2 separate regions of the Zea mays genome follow, and region 1 is linked to region 2. A link is a contact called in public Hi-C data. All regions are on one chromosome and are shown on one strand. The core of a region is the stretch at or near the end of the contact, and the rest is flanking DNA. Distances in the headings are between cores, read along the strand shown. Region 1 holds the start of IDP351 (Seh1-like protein). Region 2 overlaps LOC103651481 (Extra-large G-protein-like).

Region 1 (3,836 bases), core at 437-2,936, 100 kb before region 2:
TGTTATTCATTCTACAAGAGAGGTTGTTAATTAGTCTATATATCCAAATATTCCATGGTAAAAGGTGCTTTCGTGGTCAAAATGAGTTCTCCAGGTAACCACCAGACCAGCAAGAAAAAAGAGAAATTTAAAAGATTGCTAAGTGATTCACATTTTTTCTGAGTCAATGCACACAAGGTACTGTTGAATATATTAATACACACCACCAAAAAAACGCAAAGCTCTCTGACATGAACATAAGGTACTGTTTAGTATTCCAATACATAAAAACTAGCAAAAGCATGTGAAATGAAAGTACAAGATAATTGCAGATACAGAACATCATAAACCAAACCTAAAAGGCATAGAAATAACTGACCAGCAGCAACCTCCTCCCACAAAGACAGTGTCCCATCAGCACAAACACAAGCTATAGCATCCCCATACTCTGGAGGAAGCCAGACGACATTCACAATGGCTTGCTCATGGGCCTGATCCAACACCAACCAGGTTATACACCAGAATACACCAGTTTGTACAATCAAAAGAACAACTGAGATTAACACAGTAAACATAGAAGGAACCGATTTTGGATAACAGTTTTCAAGTAGTCTTGTGTGCAATGCCCACAAGGCTGCATATCCATCATAATTTTCAGAGCAAGCACAAATTCAATGTCAGGAACTCGAATTATTGCCATGAGAGAATTATTACCATCCCACGGCACTGCTACTTAAGGACACTTACTAGTCTATGGCCCTGTTTGTTTCATCTTTTTTTAGCTTCTGGCCACGAGAAGCTGCTGTAGACTGCCAAACACCTAGTTTTTTAGCCCGTTTATATGAAAATCACTTCAGTCAAAATCGTCTAAAATCAACGTGAATACAGAATCGGCTGATTCGTTGTGATAGTAGGAATCCATCACTTTCTACATGCTAAACCCTATGAACTTATTTATCTTTCTCCGCATATAATCTTCACGATACTCAAATTCTCTCAATGGACAGATTCCCTCCGCACTCAGAAAACGCTTTGCTGAAAGAACAATATTTGTGAAATCTAGAGAGTGAATTTGGTAATTCGCCCCCACGCAATGTGCCCATGACAGTCCTGCCCATCATCGTACGCAAGTACTAGAATGTAATACTAGGCAGCAACAAGCTCTAAACACACACGGGGCAACAGAAGGCACTGTGCATGCGCTGGGGGCAGATGAACTCGAGCGAAAGCTACTGAGAACGGGGCAAGTCGTCTTCAGCCGGGGGGGAGGGGGTAGGGGAGAGACACGGAGGAGCGACGCGGAACTGACCTGCCACTTGAACGAGGGTGGCGGCTGGGAGTCATAGACGGAGACGGAGCCATCGACGGCGCCAGCGGCGAGGCGGCGGCCACAGTGGTTCCAGCCGCAGCACGCCGTCCCGGGACCCAGCTCCGCCACCTGCCGCTCCGTCATTCCGTCGCCTCTTGCCCTCTACGGCTCTACTAGTGACGTCGTGGCGGCGGCGAGTGTCTGCCTGAGTTGAGTTGGGTCGGGCTGCGGGCCCGGATTTGCGGCGTTTCGGGTGCGACCGTGCGAGTGAGCCCAGAAGGCTGTCGCTGTCATGCACTCAGGTCTGTTTGGCAAGGAATCCTAGCCCAAGCACTCAAAGTCCAACGCCTGAGATCTGTGCCAGGCCAGGCAACTTTGGCCGGCTTCAAACCAAACAAGCCATGCTATGAGATGAGGAGATATATATATATGGGCCTGTTTGGTTCGTGGCTAACTGTGCCACACTTTACCTAAGTTTAGTCGTCCGAATTGAAGAACTAACCTTAGGCAGAAAAAGTTAGGCAAATTATGGCAAGTTAGGCAGGAAACCAAACATGCCCATAATTTTTTTTCATCCTGAGAGGGTGTTCAGTTGTGGATAAGAAAGTTGAAAGTAGATAGATTCTAGAAAACTTCCTCTCTTTATTTCAAGGCTCCTTTGGATCAAAATAATTTTATAGGAAAAATAGGATTCTGATTTTCATAGAAATTACTATTGTAGCATCCTTTGGTTTGTAGGGTTGAGCCTTAGGAAATTTAGAGGAAAGAATCATTTGTCATTGTTTCGTATGCAAAATGCATGAAAACAAGCATCCAGTCATATCTTTTTTTTCCAATCCTTTGCCCCAACTAAACAACCTTCCACTCAAAATTATTTTTTCATTCCTCTGTTTTACACATGCATTCCTATATTGTTCCTACATTTTTTTCTATTCCTATGTTTTTCAATTCCTACTTTCCAGGTAGTGTAGATAGTTCTTAGAAGTTAGAGTTGAGTCCGAGCTTTGTCTCGGAAGTTCTAAATTTCTCTTGGGGTCTTTAGATATATCTTTTTTTTTTACCAATGACTATTAAATGAAATCTAGTTATCTTGTGTTCTAGTGTGAGCACTACCTTTGTTTTACTTTAAGTATTACATTCAAATATTACTTTATTTTACCTTTATTTCTTGGTTATTGTTGAGGTAGTATAGGAGCACTTTAACTAAGGCTTAGCATTGTGTTAGATTGTTGATTATCAAGTCTTATCTGGCTTGTTGATGTTATAAGCCACACCTAGTCATGGTTACTATGCTAGTTACCTCTGACCCTCTGATCCAGGAGGAGTTTCAATGTTTAAGCTCCACTTGAACACTGTCATAATGTATCATCCTATCCATGCAGCTATGGTTGGTAGCCCCTATGTGTGACACTGAGAGTGTGGTCTATGTATCACGACCTCGTTGTCAAATAGGCATGTAATTGATAGCTGGCTTCCCTTCGGTGTTCCACCTATCCGCCCCTAGGAACCTTGAAATCTACGGAATTTCGCTCGAAGCAAGTTCTTTCTTGTAATTGATCATCAATAAGCAAATCACGAATAATCCTTTACAGCATAGTAAAGGTATAATTTTGGCTCTTTGCGCCTAGTTGTCCGCCTAGGCAACCATATGGTCCCTTTCTATTTCTTCTGCATACACCTAGTTTGAATTACATTCACCCTCGTTTAATTACTAGTGAGTATATTTACCAACTTTACAGTTCAATTTAAGTTTCAGTTGGTTAGTTTGCCTCTAGCCTATAAGCTTCACTGTAGAAAATATGATACCTGAAATACTCACGGTGAATGGCTATAATCGGTCTTTGTGCACTTATGGAGTAAAATCCAATTGGCATTAGAACCGCCAGCAACAACCTCGCATATTGTAGTTGTGCCATGGTCACCGTAGCTTGTGTCACCTAACCATATCCATGTTTTTGACGGGGAAACTCCTACAACAGAGATTTATTACCAAAAAGAGAATTGTACACATATAACAAAGAAGAAAAAGGGTGGGAGGGGGGTTATGATACAAGTAGTCTAGAGAGTAGAAAGCCAAGAATGTACAATGACAGAAGAAAGGTGGTTCATTCTAAGCATATTTAGCTTAAGAGAGCTCAAAAAGTTTTCCCTCCAATAGTTGAAAGATGGAACATCTCCTCTGAAAATTGTCCCATTTCTTCCCTTCCAGATCTCCCAAACAGCCACATAGAAAACTTCCATGCAGAAAGCAGAGCCAAATGAATCATGGGCGACATGCAACATCTGAAAGGAGCTCTCCAAGTGATTCCAACTGATCCCGAGGAAATCCCTGCAGACTTTGTTGAAAGGACACTGAAAGGAAAGATGATAAGTTGTTTATTCACACTAAAGATGGCGCATGACACATCAATAGTCACCTCCCTCCACCGGATAGCTTATTCTCTTAAGCATATTTCTTGAGTTGAGCCTGTCCCTGAACAACCAAATGAAAATTTTGATTTTATTGCACACCTTGGATTTCCATATCCATTTGAAAAGGGGTGGGGGT
Region 2 (3,765 bases), core at 201-2,700:
CAATCGATCCAATCAATTCTACTTGTCATTTTACTGCCATTTTTTACCTTGCATTAGGAGTAGGCCTAGTTTAGCCTTTCTCTACCTTGAACCTTCACCTCTCTTTGGCTATATGTCAATTAGAGGCGTCTTGGGTGGCCTGTCGATCTCAAGATACACCCTAGAATCTTTCCTCCCCCGACGGGGTCCCACCCAAGAGGCGAGATCTAGTTCTGCTGCGAAGAAGACGACCCTCTGCGACATCGTGGACCGTTTGAGCCCTAAGCGTGGACCGTCCGGATGTACGCAGAGAAAGAGTCGCTCCTGTGTTAGGTCGGTCCAGGACCGGATCGTCCGCGCCTCCGCAGAGACCACCACTAGGTGGTTCATCTTCCAGTGATTGGTGTCTAGATTGACGTCAACAGTATGCTCATTGTGTTTGAGCAAATTCAGCGGAGACAGGACAAGTTCTAGCAGTAACTTCTAGCTACTCAACAATAGTCGTGTGCCTTTATGGAGCATATATTGAGGATACTATAAAGTTTGCTATGGTACCTTTGATGCTATGAAAAATTTTCCAATCTAATATCCTTCGATCTTTAAGGGGATTTATGTTTAGTAGTAGCACGTGCGGACCGTCCGGATGTACGTAGAGAAGGAGCCGCTCCTGTGTCCAGGTCACTGACCGTCCGGCTCAGAACCGGACCGTCCGCGTCTTCGCTGAGAGCACCAACAGGTGATTCATCTTCCAGTGATCGATGTCCAAATCAACGTCAATAGTATGCTAACTGTGTTTGAGCAAATCCAGCGGAGACAAGATCAGTTCTAGCAGTTATTTCTGGCTACTCAACATTAGTCTTAGCCTTTATGGAGCATATATTGAGGATTACTATAGTGTTTGATATGGTACCTTTGATGCTATGAAAACATTTTCACTCCAATATCCTTCGATTTTTAAGGGATTTGGGTTTCTAAACTAGCTCTGAAGTGTTGTTCCATTGTCCATCTAGTCTACATGAACAATGGTTCGAATCAGCAAGCTGTGCACGTGAGCCGTGAGACATGGTGTGTCTTGCGTCCAGCATCCTGCAAAGTTCAGTCCTTGGGTCGCCTACGGAGTGTGACACGTGTGTGTGTGTTGGCGAATGGGTGTGTGACACTACTCCAGACTGCACAGCGCGAGTGCTGCTGCTGATTCATCCGTGGAAATATCTTATATGCACTGTTCGTGATTAAAAGCTGATGAGTTTGTGGATCGAGATATAGTTTTTAAAACTGGCAAAAGACGAGCAGAGCACGCCGAGAAGAATCCCCGCAAAGCGAGAGTAAGCGACAATGGGGCGCGTATTTCCGCTGGATTTGACCCTGGCCGTAGATTCTGTATGAAACTATGATCGGTGGCGCTTTAGCAGAGCCTGTGCACTCAGCAAAGCTAACGCTTTCGAGTCTGTCCGCACTAAGCTGCGTGCTGCTGGTAGTGCAGCCGTGGGAGAAACGGCGACGCCATGCTGGTTGCTTCACATGAGGGACCGCTATCTTAGTGGGGGACAGCGGCTTTAGGCCTTGTTCGTTTCTATCGGATTGGTGGGTCGGAACGATTCCTAACCGGATTGGTTCTTTAATTTATATAAACTTTGTTTAGGCGGAACGATTCCGGGTGCAATCCGACACAAACGAACAGGGCCTTATCTGGGTTTAGGAGAGTTATATCAGAAAGACCAGCCCGACTCAATCAGTGCAAGCGCACAGCAGATGGCTCCCAACTCCAGCATCCAAACCAGAAGAACCACATCGTCACCAGACACGCATAATTGTATTGTCGCTAAGTTAGCCAACAGGAATCAAACGTCAGTCACCAGTGATGCTCTCAATACACTGATTCTTCATGCATAACTGCAAGGGACACGATCATGCGAACCGAGTCCCGCTCAACTCCACGGCAATGCCCATGGTTTTGAAAACTCTACTGCTTCGGTAGATATCCAGATTTACATCTGCAACACGTCGGGTTTGAATGCAGTAGATGGCCAGGGGTGGTTCAGGCTTTCAAAATAAGACTCTTATTAACAGGGTTCAGGAATCAATCGTATTGGCAAGAGATTCAAGAATCAAGATCACATATATATACATATAAATATTAGGGGAAGCATATCTCTACCAATATATTACAAGCCGACAATTGCTCATGGTACATCTGACAACACTTCTATGCCTGTGATGGGGCAATGTACCGATAATGATAACACATTCAAGGAATAGCACGTACAGGCAGAGCAGTGAAGTTAAGAACTGCCTGATAATCTAGAGTCACTAGCAGCACACGTCGCTTCCATTGAAGCAATTGAAATTAGCAGGAGGGGTACTATTGGTAGTCAAGTCATTAGACCAGATTATCTTGGTTTCTTGAGTGCCAGACAACCTTCGCCGCACACCAAGGATCTTAAGTACTGCTGCTTCCAGAGCTCCAGTCCAAGAAATCTGAGATTTGATACCACCGTCCCGCAGAAGCCACACGTTTGCCACCCCATTGTCAGCTTTGAAGAGTGTATTATTAGCAAAACCAAGATCCTGTACTAGAACCAGCTATCTAAACTCTTCAGGGACGTGCATGCCAAAACCACGCTTCAACTTCTCAATCCTATTCAATAACAAGTAGATAACTGTAAGTACATGACCATATTCGAATAGTCAGAGCTAGAAAAAGCATGCATGCGCTGTAAGTTAAATGGTAGGATGCATGCCCTGGCCCTCAGAAAATTAATGACACAACACAACTGCTTGAGGATCCTGGACTGGTCGATAGTTATAGCCTTATAGGCAGGTACACGGTGCACAAATGCTACAGGAACATAGGTAGAAAGATATTGGCTTTGAAGAACAGGCCACTCGCATAAATTGGGAAGGTAGGGCAGACGCACATCTACAGTGGATTTTGATATTTCACTTGTGGCGCTGGGTTGGTAATTTGTAAAAATAGCTCCATGTTGGAGCTTTTCTTTTATGAGAAAGCACCCAAAAAAATTTGGGGGGAGGGGGGGAGGTCACGGTTGAATCAGCATAGTCTGCAAAGAATTCGCAAGATAACTAGGAATATATACAGAAAAGCCAATTATTTTAAGGGTGGTTGAAGATTTGAAGATAGGTTAAGTCCTAGTTTGGAAACCACATTTTCCCACAGAATTTTCATTTTCCAAAAGGAAATTAGTTCATTTTTCCTTGGGAAAATTGAAATCCCTTGGGAAAACGCTGTTCCCAAACTAGCCCTAAAGGGAGTGTTTTCCCTAGTCACGTTGAAATGGAGATTCAACATGGATTGAATCTTATGGGAGGGTAAGATTGGTCGTTAGATCTATCTGACAATTCTAAGTTAAGAGTGCAACACAAAGTTAAAACAAAAAATTTGAAATAGCATGCATAAAATGTACAGAAACTTACGTAGGAGCAAGTTTTCCAAGACTGCGTAGTTTTTTTCCAGTGTCTTCATCAATTACATTTCCTGACATCTCAAGAGAGTATGATTTTCCAGATGTCCGTGGTAGTCCTCTTCCTACAAGTAGATCTAAATCTCTTTGATGCAGTTCTCTGCCATTGACAAAAACACCAGAATCCCCACCGGCACAATTTCTGGCCATCGGATAATTAAATTCTCTAATAAATGGCTGCAAAACAACAAGAGTATTCATAAGAAAACTAAGAGCAGTAGAACATCCTTATGTAGAAACTAGAAAGAACTCATCTTACAGGGACAATGCCGATACATTCTCGTCCCATGACACCCCAAAAACC

Evidence for each region. Hi-C and Micro-C count contacts between places; a contact is called where the count stands out from the background.
Region 1: a contact with region 2 is called in a Hi-C map of ear, with 2.3 times the contacts expected there. The contact joins the promoter of IDP351 here to the enhancer-like site in region 2. A contact is called at or near these places in 2 of 25 Hi-C or Micro-C datasets (ear and leaf).

What each region holds. Positions count from the first base shown.
Region 1 is chr3:223,530,499-223,534,334 of Zm-B73-REFERENCE-NAM-5.0, reverse strand. It overlaps IDP351 (Seh1-like protein), which reads right to left and starts at 1,686. Exons shown (of 8, transcript NM_001157175.2): 1 at 1,289-1,686; 2 at 359-470. The coding sequence starts at 1,432.
Region 2 is chr3:223,427,971-223,431,735 of Zm-B73-REFERENCE-NAM-5.0, reverse strand. LOC103651481 (Extra-large G-protein-like) reads right to left here. Exons shown (of 5, transcript XM_008677120.4): 3 at 3,721-3,765; 4 at 3,415-3,638; 5 at 2,080-2,617. The coding sequence ends at 2,563. Among protein-coding and RNA genes, the nearest start is that of LOC103651481, 7.3 kb to the right of the region's middle. Within about 2 kb of position 1,450, at least 11 of the 20 cell types and tissues checked have an H3K27ac peak or open chromatin away from gene starts, as enhancers often do. A contact at or near this core is called in ear, where this site is marked.